Linked DNA regions of Mus musculus: all the other regions are linked to region 3. The links are chromatin contacts, called in public HiChIP or PLAC-seq and promoter capture Hi-C maps. All regions are on one chromosome and are shown on one strand. Each heading gives the region's core, a stretch centred on a gene start, on an enhancer-like site or on the middle of the called end of the contact. The rest is flanking DNA. Distances are from core to core; before and after follow the strand shown.

What was found. Promoter capture Hi-C pulls out the DNA fragments that hold promoters and counts their contacts. HiChIP or PLAC-seq counts read pairs in DNA pulled down with a chosen protein or histone mark.
Region 1: a contact with region 3 is called in a promoter capture Hi-C map of 3T3-L1-derived adipocytes, with 4 times the contacts expected there. The contact joins the enhancer-like site here to the promoter of Gcsam in region 3. A contact is called at or near these places in 4 of 39 promoter capture datasets (3T3-L1-derived adipocytes, hippocampal neurons, liver and 1 more), 6 of 484 Hi-C or Micro-C datasets (CD4 T cells, the G1E-ER4 cell line, brown adipocytes and 3 more) and 1 of 9 other capture datasets (liver).
Region 2: an HNF4G HiChIP or PLAC-seq map of pancreatic cancer cells shows a contact between it and region 3. The contact joins the promoter of Cfap44 here to the promoter of Gcsam in region 3. A contact is called at or near these places in 4 of 39 promoter capture datasets (3T3-L1-derived adipocytes, liver and pre-B cells) and 1 of 115 datasets of contacts at active chromatin or transcription factors (pancreatic cancer cells).

The regions. Positions count from the first base shown.
Region 1 is chr16:44,492,239-44,495,698 of GRCm38.p6, forward strand. Boc (biregional cell adhesion molecule-related/down-regulated by oncogenes (Cdon) binding protein) reads right to left here. Exons shown (of 19, transcript NM_172506.2): 9 at 575-734; 10 at 70-180. Among named protein-coding and RNA genes, the nearest start is that of Gm30064, 36 kb to the right of the region's middle. Within about 2 kb of position 1,778, at least 109 of the 459 cell types and tissues checked have an H3K27ac peak or open chromatin away from gene starts, as enhancers often do. A contact at or near this core is called in 3T3-L1-derived adipocytes, cerebral cortex and regulatory T cells, where this site is marked.
Region 2 is chr16:44,392,495-44,396,317 of GRCm38.p6, forward strand. It overlaps Cfap44 (cilia and flagella associated protein 44), which reads left to right and starts at 2,305. Exons shown (of 35, transcript NM_001033247.1): 1 at 2,305-2,354.
Region 3 is chr16:45,608,884-45,612,439 of GRCm38.p6, forward strand. It overlaps Gcsam (germinal center associated, signaling and motility), which reads left to right and starts at 1,557. Exons shown (of 5, transcript NM_008099.4): 1 at 1,557-1,677. The coding sequence starts at 1,649.

The sequences.
Region 1 (3,460 bases), core at 528-3,027, 1.1 Mb before region 3:
AGCAACGAGTCCTCTGTGACAGTTTGTCCTTATTACCCTCTGCCTGCCCCTCACTGTTGCTGGGCTTACGGGAGAGGCGGCCATGGTCAGGCTGGCTGCTGCTCTGGAGACTGGCACCAGGGTCATCTCTCTGGATCTGCTGCTCCTTACTGGCCACGATCTCAGGTTTGGGCCGCCGTCCTGGGTGAGAAGGATTGAGAACAAGTGAGAGAGCATATGAGCTCTCCCTTCCTAAACTCCTGTTTTGCCTAAGACTCTGACAAGGGCTGCACCAAGGTGATACAACTAAGATTTCAGGGTAATGAAAGTGTGGTGTAATTCCCAGCTTTCTCTACTATTGTGCTGCTATTGATCCTTGTGCTGAGCGGGGGGGGGGGGGGGGGGGGGGGGGATGCCAGAGAGGTTCATCAATCTTATAAAGAAAGGTAGTGCTTTAGTCCAGGCACATAAGTCCACAGAGGCAGCCACTGGAGAAGGACAGAGGTGAACAAAGTGAACAGGACTTTGCATCTGGCCTCACTATAACTTGCTCGGGCCTTTGGAACTCTGAGCTAAGCAAAAATATTTGACTTACCTGTTCGGAAGGTGACCATAGCTGTCTGGCCCTCGCCAGCACAGTTGTAGGCTGCCATCTCCACTTCGTACAAGCTTCCAGGGTCAAGCCTGGTCAGGGTGAGGCGGTGCTGGTTGGCTGGAATGCCAGAAATGGTCCAGTCGTCAGAGGAGTTCGTGACCTGCTGAAGAGGGTGACTGGGGTAAGGACCTGCTTCTGCTGTGGTGTCCAGGAGGTTTTCGGCCTGAGCCCAAGATGGCAGGAAGAGAGAAAGAGGACCGTGGGCTAGGTTAAAGGCTGGTGGGACTGCAGAGCTCAGACTGGTTCTCCTACTCTCTAAGGTAATGATCCTATTAAGGAAAGTTTGCAAGGATAGCTACAAAGCTAGACTGAACTGTCAGTCCCCCAAAGGCCACTCTCCCATCTCCTGCAACCTCCTCATCTATGTTCTCTCTGCTTGCATATGAAGCCAAACCCGAGCCCTTCAGTCCATATTCTAAGGAGAGATGGTGGCAGGAATGATAACAAAAGTGGAAGCAATGGAAAGATGGTCCTAGTGTGCTCATTCTCAGTGCACTGCCTGTCCCTAAGTCTCAGCAGTCAGTGTCCACAGCAAAGAGCCTCAGCCCGGAGAGCTGAGGAATTCATCCATGGTTGCAAAGCTAGTGAGCACTTGTGTCCAAAGAGCATGCTCAGAAGTTACCTGTTCTAGACAGAGGATTCTGGGAGTGGAAAACCCCAAATTCAAGTTCTGACTGTATAACCCCAAACAAACTCCCACACTGGTGAGCCCTGAGCCATTCATCCCTAAGATGGGCAAATACAATGTCTTGAGTTACTCTGGAGTCAAATGAGATGACTTGGCACAGGTGAGGTTCCCAACAAATGAATGCCTGGCCTGTCTCCTGACGCTCTTGGCACCCTTCACCCTGTGAGATTTCTCACTTTAAAATTCTTCTCCGGTTTCTGCTCCCTGTCCCTGTTCTTGAAGCTTAAAAAACAGGGTGTCCGTGAAGGATTATAAATGAACTTTTAATGGTTAGCTCTTTAAAAAAATATTTATGGGAGAACTCCGGGCACCGAAAGGCAATGGTGAGAGATTATTTCCTCCCACCCACCATCTTTTAAGAAGGACTTTGTGGCCAGCTCTGTGCATCTCAGAAAGCCTGCCAGAATAGAGAGCTGAGGTTTGATTAAGAAAGCGACCAGCTGCTGGGGAAAGCTCTTATCCCTGAGCAAAGTATTCGCAAGTAGAACAAAACGTCCCATTCAAGGCCAGGGGATGGTCTGAGCTCATTAATGTCGGGCTTCCAGGATTTGTTCCAAGGGGAAAGGTTTTCACAAGCTGAGAGTCCCCAGTGATGCTGGAAACCCAAACACAGTAGCCTAGGTCTACAGTGGATGAGATGAAACTTGCTCTGTGCACGTGAAAATCAGCCTGACTAATTCCCAATGCCCTGCAAAAGACAGAGAATAGAAAAAAACAAAACAAAACAAAAAAACCCACAAAAACAAAAAACAAACAAAACAAAACAAAAACAAAACAAAACAACCCCCCAAAAAACCCAAACCCACAACCCAATGCTGACTTCTGATTCCGACCTTCTTTCTTGGGTGACGACCATTAAGCTATGTTAGTTCCGTGAGCAAGAACAGCTTTCAAGACATACTTTCTGTCTTGGCAACATTCACTTAAAAGCTCCAACTGTTCCACAGGGCAATGCCTAATGGAAGCCAGACTCAGCAGGGCCCCTGTCCCGACTGTCATTTTCCTGTACCTCCTCCTCCCTCTGCCCTCCCAGCACCGGCCTCAGACTTCCACTGGGACCCAGAAATGAAAATAAGAAATGCAAGGGTAATTAGTCACTGTCACACACACTGGGAGGGTGAACGCAGGCATCAGTTTGGCATTTCCGGATTACCCCAGTGCGGTCTTTGCCTCCTTGCCTGTAGTGGGAGGTAGTTTCAGGGCCACCTATTGGCCTGAAAAATATTATTCTTACTATCACACTGGTTTCTGTCTCTTGGGTACTTGGCTTCCCTAATCTTTGTCTACAACTCACAGGGAGGTGTCTAGTTACACAGTAAAATAAGGATTGGGACCAGCCCTGCCCTGGAACACAGGCTAAACAAGGCTGTTACTTTTCAGAAAGCCATTTACACCTTTAGCTGGTCCTGGAGGTGGTGTGGGGGAGGGAACTGTGGTCTCTCCTGTGCCTATATGGGAAACTACATGAGGGTACAGGGTGTTGCTCTGCCTCCGGTACTTTTCTGACCACCTGAGGTCTCCGGGAACTTCTTTAGTACCCGGGTCTTCTGGAAGGGGAAGACACAGAGAAGGCCAGACTATTCGAGGCCAGTGGTGTTTGCAGCAGGGACCTGGCTTGTGCAGAGTCAGAGCATTCAGAACATTCCACCATGGGAGGGGAGGCTTGTTTTCTTGTTTGCTTTTGGAGTAGGAAAAGGTGGGTAAGTATTTTTCGCTCCATTTCACATTTCCATATTTTCTACCAAGCGCACAAAGCATTTTTGTAAGCAAAAAAATAATCCAAACGCACACAAGCGCCCACATTTAGAATAAATAGGTTGCTGGTATTAAATTCTTTTTAATCCACTTAAGACCAGAACTTTTCTACTTTCTGGTGATATTGGAGAGAAACAGCACAAACCTGTGGTGAGCAGAAATGTTTTATGAGGAGTCTCATCTCACATTCCTTGTGCAGCTTTGAGAAGAGTGGCAGATGGAAGGCCCTGGTTCACCTCACCAAACAGTGGCCAGGACCATGGGACAGGCACAGTTCTGTCTTTGTATCCTGTCACAGTCTAAAAGGCTCTCCCTGACAGCTCCTCTAACCCCTGGACAGGTTCCCTCTGTTGAGGGAAAAATAGCTAAGGTCTCAACAACGT
Region 2 (3,823 bases), core at 1,055-3,554, 1.2 Mb before region 3:
AACTTTGGATATAAATTGGAGACTCCTGGGTAACTGGGGAAATTTCTTGCTCAATGGGGTAGGGAAGAAATGTCTGACCTCAGAGCATTATCTCTGGGTCAAAGGGGAAGATAACGGAGAATAATATTTGCTCTTAACTAGAGGCCACGAAGTTAAATGTCTTATCAAAAGATGTCCAAAACGGGCAATGGTGGCGCATGCCTTTAATCCCAGCTCTTGGGAGGCAGAGGCAGGTGGATTTCTGAGTTCAAGGCCAGCCTGGTCTACAGAGTGAGTTCCAGGACAGCAAGGGCTACACAGAGAAACCCTGCCTTGGAAACAAACAAGCAAACAAACAAACAATAAAATAAAATAAAATAAAAATCACCCTGTTCAGAACCCTGATACTTTTTCCTCGTGAATTAATAGTTATTCATATACCTCCTCAGCCTTAGTGTTGAAATTAATATTGTCTATTTGAAAACTGTATCTGGCTTGTAAAATTACGTGGGCCACCTCTACCTTTTAAATGCTGTAGTTACCATACAATGTATGTACAGTGAAATGCTTAGACCTTAATTTACCAGTCAATTTTAGGATGCATATAAAGTACCAATCCCTCTGACCTTGTATGTCCATCTCTGTCAGCCCTACCACCTGTACACCAGCAGGAAACACTATACATGTGGTTCCTGTCCCCAAAGATTATTTTGGAATTTCATATAAATGGAGTCATTCAGAAAATACAGTAATGCCCGAAATTAACCTGTAAGCCCCACCTGCCCAAGGACCAGGTAACTTCCTGGAATGCTGGGAGTTGTGGTTCTTGGAATATAATAAAAACCTCATGACACAGTACTGTGGCCTATGGGGTTGTCCTATAAACCCCTGCAATAGATGTCTCAGAGCCACTCAGCTGGGAAGTTCCAGGGAGTGGTCCTGACCAAAGTCCATCTCTTGGTCAGTATTTAATATTTAATAAAGCTTGCTTCAAGTTTGGCCTAAAATGGTGCAATTGGTTTTTTCCTGTTAAATCTCAGGATTAACAACAGTATCTTTATTTTGGCTTCTCACATTCAACATGATTTTGAGATTGACCCACGTTATGTGTGTCAATTGATAAACCTTTGTATTCTGTATTAGTATTTGATTGTATGACTGTGCCATAATTTTGTACTTAAGTGTCCCGATACCAAATGCCTGGACTTGTTTCCAACTTTAACCTGTTACAAATAAACATACTATGAAGGAGATTAAATATTTCATTTGTCTTAGATGCAAAACTAGAGATGAATTACTGCCTTACATAAGAATGCATGATTAAATTTCAAGAAATTAAGTGGTTTTCTGACATCCCATTTATACTCTCACTAGTCACACATACCTTCTCTTGTTACTACTAATCCTATCTAGTATTTGGTCAGTCTTTTTTTTCTTTCTCGGTGGCTGAGTTGTTGCATCTTAATTTGTATTTCATCCCTGATAGTGATGCCTTACCTATTTGGTCTGTTCATTGGTATTTGTATGCCTTCTTTCATAAAGTAGCTTCAAAACTTTTTGTTCAGTTTTTGTTGGGTTATTTGCCTTTTTATTAAAGGCATGAGCCGGGCGATGGTGGTGCACGCCTTTAATCCCATTACTTGGGAGGCAGAGGCAGGCGAATTTCTGAGTTCGAGGCCAGCCTGGTCTACAGAGTGAGTCCCAGGACAGCAAGGGCTACACAGAGAAACCCTGCCTTGAAAAACAAAAACAAAAACAAAAACAAAAACAACAAAACAAAACAGGAATGAGCTCGTCATATATTTTATATACAAGTCCTTTGTCCAATACATACCTTGCAGATTAAAAACAAAAACCCAAAATTAATCCTCTTGCTGCTGCCCACCTCCTACAGCAAGAATTCACAACACAACCCTTATTTACTTTTTAAAAAACACAGGTAAGCTTTAGAAAATACTCGTCTTCGATGTTGATGTATCTGGAAGCTGCCTTCTGCAGCCAAGACCACACCATTTTAAGTTTTGTTTTTAATTGGCAAATAATTGCCTTAGGACCCTTTGGCCGGTTTGGAAAGTTGGGCAAGTACCCAAATACTCTGTCATCTGGTTCATAAATTGTTGGAATGCTGGGCTTCTGTTTCCTGAGGGTGGGGGGTGTCGCAGTAGCTTCTTCCCCAGGGCACACGGACGACTCTGTGGCAACACCTCAGTTTAGGCAAAAACCTTGGGGGATGCTGCGCATGCGCCTAATAGCCTGCTGTTCCCCTCCCCCAACATCACTACCAGCAGGCGGAGGGACGTTGCTATGGCAACCGCAGTAAACGGAGTCCTTGGGCGGGTGTGACTAGAAACCAGCTGCTGTAGCGAACACCTCCGGTAAGTGGGCTCTTAGCCTGGGCCGGGCTGTCCCCATAAGTCTCCCTTAAATCTGGTAGCGACTCAGAGAGCAGTGAACTCCACCTTCTAGGTGGAACTAGTATGGTCCAATTTCTCTGGAACACTTCCCCGGTCCTCCTGTGGTAATTCAACGCAAACATCAGAAGCAACCAGTGCGGGTTAGACATGCACAGCTCCAGCCTGCAGGGAACTGGTGATGCAGGTTAAGAAGCAACCAGGTAGCCAGAGAAGTTAGGTCACCACAGAGGGAAGAAGAAAGCCTGCTGGAAATGTGCCTGGGTCAACAAAGCCACCCCTGCCCACCCTTAGCTGTGAGCCTTCTCAGTGGGCCCTTCTACACTATTTTCCTTATCTGGGGGGGGGGGGGGAATGGCTGTGTTTGCCTCCTAGGGTTCTTGTTAAGATTTAAATGCAGGCCAAGTGTCTCAGGAGTGCAGCTGAACGCTGGTAATAGGCAAAGGCGGTAGGGAGCGAGTGTACAGGGTATTCGTTAGTCATGAGTAGTCTTACTTGCCTGCTTAGTAAGACACCAGAGAAAAGGGGCCAAAGGGGAGTAGGAACAGAGTGGGTGTGAGATGCAGCAGCGATCTGCAACCTCACCACGAAGGGCTTTTGCACCGTGATGAGGGTTTGTATTGCATTCTTCTGTGATGGCAACAGAGTCAGTCACTCGATGACGAAGCTGTAACATAGTGGTGCTCTGGTAGCTCTCTCAGGAATACAAAGGGCAAGGCAGAAAACAGATTAAAAGATTGGCAAGGTGGCTCGATGGGTTAAGGCACTCGCCACCAAGCCGGACAACCTGAGTCCCATCCCTGTCACCTGCATGGCGGAAGGAAAGAATGTCCACAAATTTGTCTTGTGACCTCCACACATGTACCCACCTACCCACAAAGAAGATATAAATAAATGTAACGAAAAGCTGAAAATTTAAAGGTTTTGTTTACTCTTGTTTTATGTGTACGAGTCTTTGTCTGAATGTATATCCGTGTACCACATGTGTGCAGTGCTCACAGAGGCTATAAGAAAGTATTGACTGCTCTAGGACTGGAGTAAAGATGGTTTTGAGCTGCCACAGGAGTGCTGGAAACTTGACCCTGGTACTCTGGAATAACAGCCAGTGCTCTTAACTGCTGGGGTATCTCTCCTCTCCAGCTCCCATGAAAAGAAAATTTAAAGATAAAATGGATTAGAGAAACAGAGTAGGAGCAGAGGGTATCTGCAGTGACAGGGACAGTGAGCCTGGTACTTAAAGAGGTGAGGACAAGGGTGAAAGCATAAGTCTTCATAGCTGGCCATTTGGCAACGCGTCTTGGAAATAGATTGCATGAGGTGGGTGATAGGGAAGGACGAAATATCTAACTGCTCTTCTTTCTCACTTGCAAAATTGTGATATTAGCATCTGCCTTGTATTTTAAAAGCAAGTGAGATCATGTGTGCAGAGAATT
Region 3 (3,556 bases), core at 307-2,806:
TGCCTGCAGATCAGGATGTGAAGTTCTCAGCGACTGCTCCTAGGCCACGCCTGTCTGCTTTCCACCAGAGTGAATCCCCTGAAACTGGAAGCAAGCCCACAATTACTTTCTTCCATACGGGGTGATTTGTTCATATTGTCTTTCACAGCAACAGAACAATAACTAAGACAGTCCCCATCCTGCTGTTTGCCTTAGATATGACTTCTGTATTGCTGAAAGTCAAATAAAGAAATATATCTCCTCTGTTCTGCTCACTGTTGAGCCCAAGGTCCTCGGCACACAGTAGGTTCTCAACACACACTTGTTGACGGGATGAACAAATGAGTAACCAAACAAGAAACAACCATCATTCAAACGATGATTGCAGTCCCAGGATTCATTTAAGCAGTATAACTTATATACAGTTTACACATCCTTAGTACCATAGTAAAGAAGGCACAGACACACAGCCACTACGGTGGAGACAAAGAACAAGATCCTTTCCTAATATCATTGCCACCTGTCTGTGCAGGGAGTGGGGTGCTCCTGGCAAGCAGTCCAGGAGATATTCAGGTTATTTCTGGGTCCTGGGAGTCTGGGCCTCTGAAATGCAAGGTATCTGCAGCAATATGGACTCAAATTCTGCCTTTAGAGGGCAGCCAAGAGCAATAGCAATAAGGCTCTGTGTTTAGGGAGTCTTTGATAGCCCTAACCAACAGCTCAAAAGATGATTTATAAAGGGTGGTGCTGCCGTTTCGGTTAGATGAATTTTGACTTTTGGAGGAGGCATTGTCAGACAAGATGGGGAATTTTTATTTAAACCAATATATTTATGCACGGACTTCCATAACTACAGGTATTTTTAGGTAGAGAGCTAGTAGTATGACTCCTTATGACTTTTTCAGCCATCCTTACTGTTATTTTACCTTCTTCCTTCTGGATTTATCATCCTTCACACACACACACACACACACACACACACACACACACACACACACAGTAATTAGAGTGCTCCTATTTTTCCCATTTCCCACATCAAACCATTTTACCCTATGATTCCCCTCTCTATGGCTCTGTGGCCACTTCACTCAGCAATGGTCCCTCTCAACTTGCCTTGTTTGTACAGTTACTCCAGTATATGTGCTCGTGAGTACATTTTGAAAGTTTATATATGCCCAGCTAGACTGTGGCTTGATTCTGTTTTCCCTTTTGGAGTTTTTTTTTTTTTTTGAGGGGGGGTATTTGATATTTCAGACTTTTTTGTTTTGTTTGCTTCTAAACAATGATCCTCTCCCATTTGACTTTCTTACTAAATACAGGTGTCTGCCATGGAAAATCTCCCATGGTTCCTCCGTTAGGAAAAGCCTGGGACTCCCTAGTGGCTAACCCTCTCCCTAACCAACCTTTTTTTCCTTTGGTTAATAGTCTGGTGCATCAAGGCCCTGGTCTTTCAAGACACACAAATGTGCCTCTCATCTCCCCCTCAGCCTCTTCCTCCACCATCCAGCAGGCACCTCCTCTTTCTGACTCTACACGGGTGACCAGAGCAGCTCTGAAGCTACTGTCAGTCGGAAACTGCCAGTTACAGAGCACAGTGCCAGACCAAGGTGCAAGCCGGCTGAGAAGGAAGTGGAGACTACCAGAGGGAAGGTGCTGAGGGGCCTGCCTCATGGGGAACTGTTTGCAGAGGACAACCAGGTGAGCTCACTCCCTCCTGCGAGCAGAGACCTGAGCCAGAGGTGAAAGAAAAAAAGAGGACAGCTTTTAGGGTGAATGGACTAGGGAAGGGGTGTGACAAGAATTCAGTCCCTCCTGAGCCATACACCATGTGACTATCCTTACAGGTTTTCACACACAGAGACAATGAGAACATAAGAACAGGTGAAATGAGAGAAAGAACTTATTAAAGGAGGACTCCTGTCCATCTAAGAAATGAAACAGCTGTCCTGGGGCTGGGGAAAGGCATCCTTTCTTGGGCCCTGGATGTTCCTGAATGAGTTATATGTGCCCACCCTTTCGGGGAGTCTTTATAAATTTAAAATAAACACCACATTTCCTGCCATGTTGAGACGGCAGTTAGTACACTTATAGGCGGGTTAAGGAAAAGGTCTTGTCACTAGGGAGAAGACTTGCCTTCATCTTCCTGGACTTTGGTCTCCTCATTTTAAATGGAAAAAAAATTTATAATCCTACCCGGAGGTTCCAAGTGTAGATGGTGGCACCATGGTCCCTGACAGAGAAGGTCTCAGTGATGGGGGACTCTTCTCAATTTTCAGAGCAAATTTTTCATTCAATCAAAGAGAACACATGTAAAAGAAAATATGATCACACAAAATAAGAGAATTTCTATGGTATAAAGTTAGGTGATCTATAGAGGTCTGGCAGGGGGTCTTCCTTGCTGCCTTGGTCTTATATAACATATAAAGGGGAACATAGAAAAATGACGTCTTACACAAATGCTACTTACCCAAAGGAGGCTTGGCAGTATTCACGTCTTTTCCAGAGAGCCAGTATTTGCCCTGGACTCTCCCAAGCCTCCTCCTGCTTCTAGTAGCCTTAGTAAGATTATGAATGGCTGCCCTTATAGCTCCCTGTGACATCCTGTAAAGCACAATTGCTTCTTAATTTCTGCTCACTGCTTTGTGAATGCCTGGTTCTTGCCTTTGTTTCTGGCACACAGCAGGTACTCAGTGCTAGACTGATGACTGGAAGCATTCCTGAGGAGAGAGAAAGCAAAATGAAGATATGGTATAGATGAAGAAGCAGTGATAGATGACATACCTGCACTTTCGTGTTTCAGAACTTTGCTGTGGGGTTAAGTGGTGTAGCACCAAAGTATATTTACTATGAGAAGGTGAAGTGTATAGAAATACAAGCAGAAGAAGATGAGATGAGCTGCTAACCACACTTAGAGTTACAGCTTTATACCCACAGTCTTTATTTTAGCTCCTATATCTGATAGTCACTTGTATTTCCTTTTCTACTAAGAGCCAGTATGCCTTCAATTAATTTTTCTTTGAGGTTTAGTGTATTACGTTTCTGAAGTTAAAAGCTATTTGTATTTTTAATGGTTTCTTTTCATAAATATTGCAGAAATTAATATTGTTTTCTAGTCTGTGGTTTGATTTTTATTATCTGTGTTCATTACATTTTAAAGATGATCCAATTCTTTCAGGAAATCCCTTAGGTTTCTTTCCCTGTGCTCATTCCTGGTAGTCCTTCCTTACCAATTCACACACTCATTGTTTTAGTGTGTGATTTATTAATTTACATTTAGTCTTATACATCAATGCATGGTTCAGATATTATTTTGTATCCCTAAATAATTGCCCAGTTATTCCAGCATCCCTCTTCCTATGCTGGCACCTGTTGTCCATCTTTCTTCTTTTATCCCCGTGGGCACATTCCTTTCTATGTCTCTGTAGATCAGAGGACAGAAAATATCTCTTCCTAACAGGAAGAGCCCAAGGTCTTAGAGAAAAGCATTTTCCCAAAAGGAAACCCAGCTTTTCCCCCTTCTTGGTTGTAGAACCTCAAACAAGTTGCCTAAATTCTGTCCCCAGATTCCTTTTTAATA